Linked DNA regions of Pan troglodytes: region 1 is linked to region 2. A link is a contact called in public capture Hi-C data. All regions are on one chromosome and are shown on one strand. The core of a region is the stretch at or near the end of the contact, and the rest is flanking DNA. Distances in the headings are between cores, read along the strand shown. Region 1 overlaps BBS9 (Bardet-Biedl syndrome 9). Region 2 overlaps BBS9 (Bardet-Biedl syndrome 9).

Region 1 (6,360 bases), core at 469-2,968, 120 kb after region 2:
CAGAAGGTCCTGGTTCTCTGGGATCTGCAGTTCAAAAGTACGATCAATCAGGAAGGTCGGAGGGTGGGGGCACTGTCTCCTCTTCCCTCCTCTTGGGAAGTATTTGTCAAAATGGTCGTCCTGGGTGGTCACAGATTGACACAATCAGCTTTACTTATTCAACCAACCAGCCCACTCATTACTTGGGTGTCAACTCCCTGGAAAACAGTGAAGTGAAATGTTCACGAGTCTTTGTTTGTGGGAAAGGGGAGGGGAGGAATGGGGGAAAATTGCGCACACGTTCATTTTTATTTCAAAAGAAACCCACATGGTTTATTGTCATTCAGCTCTTTGGCTTTGCCTGAGAGACACAGAATCCAAATGTAATATTGTAGAAAGCTGTGAAACCAAAGTTTTGAATTTTTCTCAAGAATTTCATTTTTAATAATAAAAAATCACCAAGCCCATGTGTCCCATAAAAATAAATGAACGTTTTCACTCATGAACCAATAAAGCAGATGAAAGTTGGAAGCCACATAATACTTTCTGTGTAGCTCATCCAGGCCATGCAAGGCCTTGGAGAAGAATTATTTTATGTTTTGCAGATGGGGGAAACTGAGGAAGCACCAGGTCCATGTGCCTGGGAAAGTAACCTGCCAGCTGCTCTAATTTGGAAGAGCAGCTCTTTGGAGGGTTGGAGAAAAGCCCGGACCCTGTAGCATGGCATGTTCCAGCCGAGCCAGGATGTCCAGCTGCATTTCCGGCGGGGACCTTCTTGCCCCTGAGGACCTGTGGTTCTTCAGAGGGTCATGTTGCTTCATGCCTTGTCCCTGCTGCCCTTTCTTATGGAAATATTCTCCTGCTGTTTTCCAGATAGCACATACCCACTTGTCCCTCACCCATCACCAGAAGCTGTGGGTCCTCCCACGTGGCTGCATTCTCTGGCCCTGCCACAGCACTTTAACACCCACTGACATTTACGGCCACCCCACCATCCCCCCACCAAACACACACAGAGTCTGTTGAAGGATCCTGCTTAATTTATCTTTAGGTTCCCAGGACCGGTCACATGGTCAGGCACATAATACATGCTCATTAAGTGCTTGTTGAAAGGATAGGTGAATAAACCCATGCAGGCATGGGGTAATGTAAGAAAAAAGATGACACCTTCAACCTCTTGTTGTTCTCTAAAAGAAGCTGGAGGAAGAAATAGGAGGGAGGAAGCCCATTCAAGTTTCTGGACGGCCTTTTCCCAGGGGCTGTGTCTCCTCACTTGGTTTCAGGAATGTAAACACTGAAAGTATAGTTCAGATTCCTTTCACTGGTAAATAACTTCTTCCACTCAAAAAAAAAAAAAAAAAAAAGGAAGATGGAAAACTGACAGTCATTGGAGGGGAGTGATTTTTGCTGGGCTGCCAGGGAACATGTTTGTGGCTGTGATGAGTATTTGGGCAAAGACCCTACACAGAGGGCTGGGATCACTTAAGGCCTACCCTATTTAGGGGGAGAATTTTTGAAAGCTTTTTTTTTTCCTTGCAAGAAAGACTTACACCCCAGCAGCTGCTGTCATGCTACCGCCAGTTTAGTCCTGAGTAAGAAACCCCCAGGCTTTGACACAATTACCTCTCTTGCTCCTTCTCCACAAAGGCTGGAAATTGAGTCCCAGTCCCACAGTAAGGGGGATGTTCCTTCTAGCACGCAAGTGTCAGCTTCCCCACCAGGGGGCTGGAGCCAGCCTGGGGCTGACATATTTACCCAGGCCTCCAGGCAAGGCAGCCGACTGTGACGCGGAGCTGCCCCCTGCCTAACCTAAGCTGTCCTGCTGGCTTTCTTCTCAAGGATCAGGTAGGCCACGCTATCTCCAAGCAACCTCCCCTCACAAAAGACTGAGATAGTTGAATTTTCATGGTGGGAGACTGGGAAATTGGGAATGGTTATTGATGGGAGAGGTGTATGAGATGGAGCTGGGGAGAAAGTTCTGAATCTTTAGTAGAATGAACTTTGCTCATTTCAGGGAAGCCCATGATGTATGAAGGGGAATTAGAGGGTGGAACAGGACAAGGAAGGGAATTAGCCTTCACAAGAACCTGGTGTGGTAGTGCTGCTTTATATGTATAATCTCACTTAATCTACCCCAGTTCCCAAAAGACTTGCATTACTATCTGCGGTACGCATATGACAAAACTGAGGCTAAGAGGGGCCAAGAAACAGCCTCAGGCGCCACAGTTATTAGGTTGGTGCAAAAGTAATTGCTGTTTTTGCCCCTTAAAAGTGATGACACAATCCCAATTACTTTTGCATCAACCTAGTAGGCGTGGGGGCCAGGGTGTGAATGTGATCTGTTTGCACCAAGACTATGAACAAAGTATAAGGAGTAGGAAGATAGTTTAAAAATGAAATAAAATAGAATGGTGCTAGAACAGTTTCAAATCAGGTCAGCTTACGTTTCCTAAGTGGCTTTTCTCTGCCGGGCATCATCCCACTTAATCCCAATAAAACTATCATAGGAAATTTCAATGGAGAACCGAGATTCAAAGAGATCACTCTACTTGTCCACAGTCAGAGGGCTCAGCATTCGCGGAGTCAAGACTTAAACTTGGCGGCAGAAATTCTAACCACTATGGTCAGGCAGGGAGGAACGCATGTCTGCTGTGACATACAGGAACAAGAGAAAAGGAGAATGGGACTGCAGACTCTGATGAACCATTAGAAAATAATGCCCTCTCAAAGGCGTCAAGTTAGGTGGGGCAGAATCCACAGGGTTTCAGAAAATAAATGAGGGGAAGAGAGGAGGAGAGGAAAAGGAGCCTGGATGCCTGCTACAGTTCCTAGCACCTTCCCACTCTCCTCCCAGATCCCAGGGTAAGTGCAAGCTTCCCAAATGCCAGGATATTTTAAGCTCTGCTGTGGCGGTTTTAAACATGAACACACATTATATGACACTTGTCTCAGTGAGAGGGGGTTTTATGTCCCTGCCCGTTGAGTCGAAGTGGGCTTGCAACTTGCTTATTTATAACCAAGAAAATGCAGCAGAAGTGACAGCAAGATTTCTCAGGCTCGGTCAGAAGAGTCAATGCAGCTTCCACCTTCAGAGGCCTAAGCTTCTGTGTGAGAAATCTGACTACCACAGGGCTGCCATGCCTTGAGGAAGCCCAAGTCACATGGAGAGGAAATGCATTGGCTAACAGCCCCAAGTGAGGTCCCAACCAACAGCAACCATAAACCACCAGACATGAGTGAAGGATTTTCCAGATGATTCCAGTCCACAGCTGTCAGGCCACATCACCATCCTCTCAGCACTGTCTTTGTATCTTCTCAGTTCAGGCCCCAGACATCTTGGAGCAGAGACAAGCTATACTACTGTGCCCTATCAGGATTCCCAGCACACAGAACCCACGAACATAACAGATTGGTAGTTCGATGCCACTAAGTTTTGGGGTGGCAGCAATCATCACCAGAACATCACCTCACTTCATTTATTTTTTGGGAGGAGCTATATTCCCTCCCTTGTCCCCCAAGGTGGGAAAGACAAGCTTTTACTTTTCAATAAACTGTGGAGGATACACATGGTGACAGTCCTCCACAGTCTATGTGGGCTGATTGCAGTGGCATTCTTTCATGAGGATGCTTTCAGCCTGGCTAAAATGCTTTACAGCTGCTTTACAACTGTCTCTCCTATCTGGGTTACCAGGTCCTACTCCCAGCCTCTTGCCCATCCTTCACTTCCAGCTGACAGCTCCTCACCCCTCCCCTGCCTTTCCCATTGGGATGGCAGATGCCTTTCTTAAGTATTCAGCCCCCAGGGCGAAAGCTTCCAGTCAACTCTAGAGCCATTTACGTAGTTCATGGTAGTTCACGCCTCCATTCACCACAACCCCTGGAAGCAGCTACTGGCTCCTGGAGTCTGGCCTTTTGTGAAAGTGGCTGAGTATGAAACCACTGCAGTGAGTATCTATCTGGCTCAGGTTCTATCCTACTGGCGCAATTCCATGGTTGTTAAAATTCTTCAAAGAGCTAGGTGAGCTCATTTCTCCTAAATTAGTGCCTGGTAGGAAATCTTTCATTTTCCCAGCACAAAGTTCATTATGGTACCCCAGTGCTCACTCATTATTAGCATCCCTTTTAGCTACTAAACAGAGAAGAAAGTTTAGAGTCCAAATCAGGCTTTTCTTACTCTCTTTTATCTTCTTTTTTCTGAGTTGACGCTGAAAACTAGCATCTTCCCTGCATGATGTGCCAGTAAGATTTTGGATCTACATAGATTAACATCTTTCTACTAATAGTTAGTGCCCTCACCATGTTACATTAACTGCCTGAGCCCCACTTTCCTTATCTGAAATATGCAGATGATAATTCTTACGCAGGGTTACTGTGAAGATGGACTGAGATAACACTGATAGCCAAGCCTGCCAGAGGTTAGGCTAGTTGAAGGACATGGTCAAAGATCTTATTATTTTTCTTGTGGTTGCTATTGTTTGTGGTTATCTTTCAGCAAATTTGATTGGCTCTACCTTCCAAATAAACCCCAAATCTAGCCATTTCTTACCACCTCCCCTGCCAATCACCTGGTACTCTCCTGTCTGGTCTCCTGATTTCATCCTAGCTGTCTTGTACCTCTGCACACAGGAGCCAGAATAATCTTGTTAAATCTTGCCATGTCATCAATCCCAGACTCCAAACCCCTCAATCACTTCCCTTCTAACAGTTTTTATAAACTCTCGTTACAAAACTTGGCCTACAAATTTTTAACTGTGGCCTACGAGTCTGTGCAAGATGGGACTCTTAGTACATGCATACCTTCATCTTTTTTTTCCTCTTTCTTCTTCTCTTTCCTTTTTTGCTATTCCTCAAATAGCACACACCTGCCTTAGAACCTTTACACTTTCTGTTTCTCAGCCAGAGAATGTACAGCTTGTGCCTTTACTTCCCTCCAGGCTTGCCTCAAATGCCATCCCCTCAATGAGTTCTTCCCTGACCATCCTATTTAAAATAGTTTCCACTGCCTCTTTTCTGCTTTAATTTTCGGCAGTTGGTCACTTTTTTTTAATTTATAAGGCTTAATTTATTGTGTATTTCTCCCAACTAGAATATAAGCCCCATTAGAGCAAGGATTGTTATCTCTTTTGTTCATTGTTGTGTTTCCAGTACCTAAAACAGTACCTAGCATATAATAGAGCCTCAAGTTTAAGGTGGAATTGACCACAGAACATAGAAATAACTCACTTAGCTGTTTGCTAATATTTTATCTTTTTTTATCTTTTTTTTTTCGGGGGGAGACAGTGTCTCACTTCCATTGCCCAGGCTGGAGTGCAGTGGCACGATCACAGCTCATTGCAACCTTGACTTCCCGGACTCAGGTGATTCTCCTGCCTCAGCCTCCTGAGTAGCTGGGACTACAGGCATGTACAACCACACCTGGCTATTTTTTTGTATTTTTAATAGAGACAGGTTTTAGCCATGTAGCCCAGGCTGATCTCAAACTCCTAACCTCAAGCAGTCTGTCCGCCTTGGCCTCTTGAAGTGCTGGGATTACAGGCATGAGCCAGGGCACCTGGCCCTGCTAATATTTTATCTTAATGCAAATAACTCCTGTACAATCACTGCATCATCAACAGTTTTGTTTGACAGCATTGCCACTGTGCTGCCCTTTTCTAGCTTGAGAACATGCTAGTAATAAATGCCGTGAGTAAAAATCCAGCTGAAGTCAAAGGATGCAGGAATAATAAGGCCTGGGTCTTCTACTTGTTGGTTTAGAAGGCCCCCAAGAACCAAGGGGAAACTCTCATTTTCAGGACTGGCTATATAATTTGCAGGGCCTGGTGCAAAAAGAAAATGTGGGGATGGCCTCTTGTTCAAAGTTATTAAGAATATCAACACAGCAGTGGTAAAGCAGTAAACCAAGATGAGGGCCCTGTGACTGCACAGATCACAACACCAAAACGCTGGTCCTGCTCATTTTCTACAACTGTGTACACACACACACTCATTTGCATCCAATAAAAACAATCTTAGCAGATTTGCTTATTTAATGAACTTTATCCACATTATCTCTTCAAATTGCCATGAGGCTGGAAAAATTAAGGGTATTCACCATGCCCAAAGTCCACCGGTATTCAGGCTTCAAAATTTTTTTTTTTTCATTTTTGTTTTCAATCGGATTGTGAGACAACTGCAGTTTTAGTGCAGGAAGATTAAAAGTTATCTGAATTATTGTCCCTACCCCTTGGGACAATACATCACAATCTTACTGTGCAGACAGTGCTAAGTGCTGAGGCCAGAAGTGTTCAAGGAGAGGAGCAGAGGGAAGCAGGAGTTCCTGCTTCATTTCTGGTCCACTGACTATTACCCATGGTCTCACCATCAGCAGCAGCAGCAATCTTT
Region 2 (7,023 bases), core at 4,185-6,684:
GAGAGAGACAGAGACCATATTAATATAAATTTTATTACAGTATTTATTATAGTGTCTAATTTCACTATTAATTTTTTCCTGTGCCTAATTTATAAATTTATCATAGGCATATATGTATAGGCAAAAACAGTGTCTATAGGGTTCAGTACTATCCAAGGTTTCAGGCATCCGCTGGGTGTCTTGGAATGTACTCTCCACGAATAAAGGGAGACTGCTGTTCACACAAGAGCTGAACAGCCAAAACTGGGGAGATTGATAGGGGGTACCAAAGAGAGAATTTGGAGTTCAAAGTAAGATGCATAACTCCTTTTATGATTAATATTGGCAGGAGAGGGAATTAGCATTTGTTAAACACTTACTCAGTTCAAGGCACTATGCTGCCTGACTTGGAAATGTTATCTCACTTAATCCTGACAGTAATCCTGTTGGGTGATATAATCATTATTTAAGAAAGAGGAGGCTGGGCATGGTGGCTCACGCCTGTAATTTGTTTTACACTTTGGGAGGCCGAGGTGGGCGGATCACAAGGTCAGGAGTTTGAGAACAGCCTGGCCAATATGGTGAAACCCTGTCTCTATTAAAAATACAAAAATTAGCCGGGCGTGGTGGCGTGCACCTGTAGTCCCAGTTACTTGGGAGGCTGAGGCAGAAGAATCGCTTGAACCCGGGAGGTGGAGGTTGCAGTGAGCTGAGATCGTGCCACTGCACTCCAGCCTGGGCGACAGAGAGAGACTCTATCTCAAAAAAAATAAAGAAAAAAAGAAAGAGGAAAATCAAGACTCAGAGGGGCGAGGTCACTTGCTCAAGCACACATAGCTATGTGACTGACAGAGCTGAGAGTTGAAACTAGGTTAGGGTGACTGTCAACACACAGTGTTTCTCCTGTGCCTCACTGCCTCCCAAGAGTGAGATCTCAAATTTATGTGACATCTCTGACTTAAGGCTGGGTAGGCAAATAGGATTTTATGTCAAAGTTGCTGGATTAGTAGTAGTGCCTGGAATGCCGTGTGGAGAAAGATTGTCGTTGGGTGAAATTCTCCAGTTGATGAATGGTGTTGGCCACGTGTTTGGCTGGGGAGGCCAGCAGGCAGCAGGCCGGCTGAGCGTATGCTGGGTTCGCCTCAGGTTACTAGGAGGCATAGTCTATCGTCAAGCAGAATTGTGCCTGTGTGTTGGGTAACAATGTATACCCACAATGGTTATACGTTGGTAGCAATGTATTATTCATAACCTGTTAGGAAGAAAATTCTATTAAAAAAGCCTCCTAATTGCCACTCTGGAAAGTATCAAGTTGTGGTCCATCAGCATTTCAGGGGCTTATATTTTTGTAAGTAAAACACACTTGAAGGCACCCTGGCAATACCTAGGGTATCCTGCCCTTAAAGCATCCTATTTAGAGAGTAATTATTTTCTATCTTTGTTGCAGTAACAATAGGGGAATGAAACCTAAATGAATGATCAAAACAAAAACTCCTCCAACCACGAGGTGGCGCTATAATCTATTACTCAATTTATAAATGCTTCGTGGATTGCTTGCTGACTACTTTATTCTCTTTCTGTTCCTGTTTTACTTGCTTACTTTTAAAAAATTTATTTTTTTAATTGAAAAATAAAAATTGTATCTATTTATTGCGTACGACATGTTACTTTGAAATATGCATACTCTGTGGAATGCCTAAATTGAGCTAATTAACGTATGCATTACCTCACACACTTTTTATCTTTTGTGTGGTGAGAACATTTAAAATCTACTCTCTGGGCAAATTTGCAAAAATACAATACAATACAATACATTGTTATTAACTGTAGTCATAATATTGTACAATGGATCTGTAGAACTAATTCCTGCCATCTAACTGAAATTTTGTGCTCTATTTTTCTTTTCACACTCATTTTAGTTCTTTCCTTCATTTCTCCAACCCTTCTCAAAACAAACTAACGAGCCAATGGTCCAACAAGCAAATATCTCCTCCAAGTACCTTTTTTATTATTATTCTTTCCTCATAGTCCCCATATTTTAAATGCCTTAATCTAGCAAACAAACCTCAATTAGTAATAAAAATTCATTTGGGGGTTTTCATTAATCAAAGACTATCAGAGCTTTTGCTCAGAATATGTGTTATCAAGTAAGTTATGTTTCTCCAGCTAAAAATTAAAGACATTTAGTATTTTAGATAGCATGCCTATGTAATGTTATCAAGGTTTTTTTTCAAGTAATGGAAATTGTTCACCAATACTCATTACTGCCTTTAAAGACTTCTGGGAGGGGTGTCTTTAAACTCTTTTTGAGAACCAAATTCATTCCTGGGTCCCTGGGTAGAAATTTTGTAAATATCAGGATGGTGAGGCTGCCTCTCCAAAAGCAATACCTACTGGTTCTCTTTCTTGGTCAAATTTGCTCACAAATTCAAACTCCTTGCCCAGGATTTAATTCTCCATTTCGGAGAATTTAATCCTGAATAACACTTACACCTGAATAACGTCTTTAATTCTAGGTTCTTATCATTCACCAAGAAAACTAGGCCATTTTGGTTTAAATTAAATCACCGAAGGTCTTGTATGATTTGTTGGTAATAGTAAAAGAGACTAGACTCATGAAATTAGGGATCGCTCACAGTTGTAACAATTAGACCACACTTCCTCCCAGACACAAGTTTTAAGACTATCAATTAAATATAAACAGGTTTTCTGGCTGTAAGATTTTAGCTTTTGTTTCCTTTCCAGTTAGCCTAGAACCCAGCAGTCCACATGTGCCTGAGAGAGGAAGAGATGGTAAGACCAAATGTTGCTCAAAACCTTGGAGACAAGTTTGGTTCTAGCATGAGCTGAAGTTTTACTAGATTAGGAATTTATATAGGCTATGTCCTTCAATTCGTCCACATAATTTCCCATTGCCTAGTGAGCACTATAGCTCAAGGACCCATGGCACCCAACACCTTAGAAATAAAATTCGTGAGTCCAAAGACAAAGCATGCTATTGTTTGGCTCCTTCCACTGCCACAGGAAGACTTTTGTTATTGGACTAAACTTAGAAGAAGTGAAAGTTTTATGATAAAAGCAATTCTAAGCCAGTCTTTGCATAATGAGCCAATCCCAACAGTCACCTAATAATATTTTCCTCCCTGAACTCTACCTTTGAATAAACATCTTCCTAATCATGTGCCCCAAACTGTTTCTAGCGAATTCAGGAAGAGAGTAAAGTGCAACTATATCTGATGTATCACCCAAGTGGTCCAGAGGTAGATGGCTCGATTGATACAAACCCAATGTAAATTCACAGATTTCAGACGTGTTATATTTATGATCAACTGTGACCCACAAAGTGAAAAGTGTGTGAATCAGTGAAGTTTGGTGGTCTTTAAAAAGGAAGGGAGGCCCTCAGCTCCCCCAGAATGGTGCTGAATGTGGCTGGAATGTAGCTAGGTGTCTGCCAGCTGCCATCCAGGCATAATCCAGGTGGGAGCCCCATCTTGGTACAGAACGTAGGAACACATCTACAGTTCTGTGGCTTTCCTTCCCCAGAGCTGTGTCTGGCCTGAATGTAAAGATGTTTGGAGAAGATGACAAATCCAGTCCATGACCCTGGCTTTAGTCCAGTTCCTCTGACCCCCCTAAATCAGGTCTCAGAGCAACTTGGAGCTTAATGCAGAGGAAGATAATTCTTCTGACTGTGGAAAATATTAGCTAAATAGATGACAAAGATCGGTTGTAAAATCTCTCTAAGAAATGAATTAGATCAGTCTGTCTGCCTAAGGTGGTATGGATGTAATTACCCCTAAAAGCGTGTTTCTTTACATGTAAAACGGGGATTATAGTGGTACCTATATAATGTTCACAATGGTGGTTGTGCAGATGAAGTGAGTAGTGCAGGTAGTGCACTGTGCTACGTTGTTGTAAGTGGTCAGTAACTGATAATATAAAGGGGGACTCCCTTTCTATCCTAGAGGTGAGACATTCTCGCCAACTGTTACTGAGTTCAAGAAGAGTCTCTTTCTCTTGTTCTCTCTCTCTCTCTGTACACACACACACACACACACACACACACACACCCTGGGGGGTATTAAACAAAGTGTTCCTTTAAAGCTGTATTGTGGTTAATCTCTTATGGCTTGATGAAAGAGCCTCTCTGTATGGACAACCCCTAAGTTCATAATGGCCGTAAAGGACTGAAGGATGGAGAGTGAAATGTGGAACCAGTTTCTCATTGTACTGAAATGTATCATTTTTGGGATTCTTGTTAAGAGACAGTGTCTTCAGTTTCATCATGCACAATTTGTTGTGAGCCCAGCCAAATATGGCCACGTAGTACATCAAGGTGATAATTTTCTAGCACTATGCTAAGTGTTACACACACGTGATATCATGTAACTTTTCACTGAGACCCTAAGAAGTAGCTACTATTTGTCTACCCATTTTACCAATAGGAAAATTGAGACTCAGAAAGCTTAAATTATTTGGCCAAGCTCACAAAAGCATGTACAGAGCTAGGATTTGAATTCAGATCTGTGAGAACCCCAAGCTCTTACCACTCCCTTTTCTTCCCTGCCTCCCATCTGCCTCACTCATGTGAATGGCATAAAGATACTCCAATATTGACTTGGCTTGGAGCTTCAGAATGGGGGCCTGCGGAAATGTCTGGAGACATTTTCAGTTGCCACAGGTTGAGAACCCCGCCCTGATAGTATACAGGGGAAGCTCTGTGGTGTAGTGTAGTAAACAACAGGCTTATAAATGTTAGATCATCGATAGAGTGTGTATCTCATCCCCCAACTCTGCAGGGGAGGTCTGATTACCACCTTGAACACATAGGAAACTGAAGCTCAGAAAAGATAAGTCACTTCCTCAAGATCACATGGTTAGCAATCATTGGAGCTGGAAATGATACTAAGGACTCCTGATCCCAAAGTAGAGATTTTCTCCTTTATCACAATGATCCCTGGGCCATTGTTTTTCTCATCAAATTTAGACTTTTAGTTTACCTAAACATTATTTAGCTTGCTTGGTGGTTCTCAAGTGATAACATGCATCGGATTTGCAGGAGGGCTTGTGGAAGCAGATTGCTAGGCTTCACCATAGAATATCTGATGGGGCCCTGGTGGGGCCTGTGAATTTGCTTTTCTATCAAGCTCCTGGGGGATGCTGATGCTGCTGGACCAGGGCCACACTGAGAACCACTGAATTAGGTCTCAAATGTGTTTTCTTTCTTCTTCTCTTCTGAGTCTTCTTCTGCCTCCTTTTTGCCTCTCCTCCCCCAACTGTCTGGGGACATGAAGAGTGCTGAATTTGCAGCCTGGCTTCTATGGACAGGCTAAGGCTGACAGGCTGGTGAAATATTAGTGCAACATGTGAAACTTACAGCCTTCCGAAGGCTCACTGCAGAGCGCAACCGATTACATGCGTCACTGGTCCAAGTGTTCCTTACAGTCTCCTGGGAGTGAATTAAAATCCTTTGCTGGTGACATAGAGGGGTGGACTGGTTCTGGGTCTGGTCTAATCTGGGTCAGAGAGCATGGGCTGATCTGTCATCTGAAACACTGAAACTTCTCCCAGGCGTCTCCTGGGGGATGATGGCTGCCCGCTGTGCTGGAGGCAAACGGGAGGAGGTACAGATGGAGGCCTGTCCCTTGTCCCTTTGTCTGGCAGCTGCTCTCCTCACAGGGTGGTTGCTGCAGGCAGCAGTAGGTGGTCTGCATAAGGGGCTGGGAAACCAGGCTTCCCACAGCCTTGGGGGTTCCCTCCAATTTATTACCTCTGAATGCTTGGAACATCTGATGTGCCAGAGGTCCAGGAATTTGTGATGAATGTACAATGAAGACATATGCTGTACTCAAACTAGCAAAAGAGGCCAAGGAGGGGAATCTGGAAACTAGTATTTATTGAGACTGATCATGTGCCAGGCATTGTGTTCGATACTTTACATTCATCTCATTTAATCCTCATAACAGTGTTGCAAGTTAGATGTTCTTACTCATGTGAAGAAAATGGGGTTTCAAGAAGCTAAATAACTTGCCTAAGCCCATCAACCTTGAAAATGGAGAAGCCAGGATTTCAGCCCAAGGTAATCTGACCCTAGCAGCTGTTATCTTTCCATTTAATGAGAGAGAGAGAGAGAGAGAGAACTTGAAGGCTTGAGGTTCAGAGGAGGTGAGGATGCCTTATGACTTGTGATTTACTGGGCAATTACTAGGCCAGTTTTGACTTTAGCCAACCTTCGTCCAGTAATTTTGAAAGAGCATGTCTTCCTTCTTTTGCTTGGTGCAGAGAAATTTAGAACAAGGGGAAATAATGCATTAATACATGCTGTAAGAAGTTTGCTTCCATCGTTAGGCAAGTGACTTGTGGAGTGAATATTCCCCTTAGAGCTGTAGGGGGCACAGTAAATCCCAAAACAATTGAAGGAATTATAGAAGCAGGATAGTACAGGACGTTAGGACGTTGTGCCTGATCAGGGGAACGAAGCAATTTGTTCTCCTCTCAACCAAAGTTTATCGTCTCTTCTTAGTAGATGAAAATGGAATGTCACTGCTTTTTTTCTTTTTATAAGTAAGAAAAACAAATCAACATGCTCCCTATTGTTTCCCTGACTTGCGAAAATAAAATCCAAACGTATATTTGTGATTTCATACAGCCCGGAAGACCATGAAAGAAACACGAGCCCGAGGAATTTGTCAACCCACTCTCTCTCTGTGGTCTGCAATGCCTGGGTTTTAATTGCAAGTAGGAAGGGCGCTTGAATTGGCAAGACTTTTTTAGTATTCATTCATCTTGAGCAAATTGTGACATCCATGGGGTGGGGAGAACCAAGCATTTAAACTACTTTTTGGCATAATTGGCCTTGACCTTCATAATTTCATAATATGCTTAGTGGTATATGCAACAGGCCTGACTTCCAGAGCTTGTCATTTGAAATCAGATGCAATCCACAACATCAGTAACAGTAATGATACCTTTCTTTATTCAATGCCTGTAAGGCATTTTCAGTGGCATTGTCTCATAGAATCCTTAGAACAACTCTATTAAGGA

Evidence for each region. Capture Hi-C pulls out chosen DNA fragments and counts their contacts.
Region 1: a capture Hi-C map of stem cell-derived neural stem cells shows a contact between it and region 2, with 3 times the contacts expected there. The contact joins two enhancer-like sites. A contact is called at or near these places in 2 of 7 Hi-C or Micro-C datasets (blood and stem cell-derived neural progenitor cells) and 1 of 1 other capture datasets (stem cell-derived neural stem cells).

What each region holds. Positions count from the first base shown.
Region 1 is chr6:39,651,828-39,658,187 of NHGRI_mPanTro3-v2.0_pri, forward strand. All of the region lies in intron 23 of BBS9 (Bardet-Biedl syndrome 9), which reads left to right. Among named protein-coding and RNA genes, the nearest start is that of BMPER, 17 kb to the right of the region's middle. Within about 2 kb of position 1,719, at least 4 of the 24 cell types and tissues checked have an H3K27ac peak or open chromatin away from gene starts, as enhancers often do. A contact at or near this core is called in stem cell-derived neural stem cells, where this site is marked.
Region 2 is chr6:39,523,432-39,530,454 of NHGRI_mPanTro3-v2.0_pri, forward strand. The region is part of intron 22 of BBS9 (Bardet-Biedl syndrome 9); the gene reads left to right. Among named protein-coding and RNA genes, the nearest start is that of BMPER, 150 kb to the right of the region's middle. Within about 2 kb of position 5,435, at least 3 of the 24 cell types and tissues checked have an H3K27ac peak or open chromatin away from gene starts, as enhancers often do. A contact at or near this core is called in stem cell-derived neural stem cells, where this site is marked.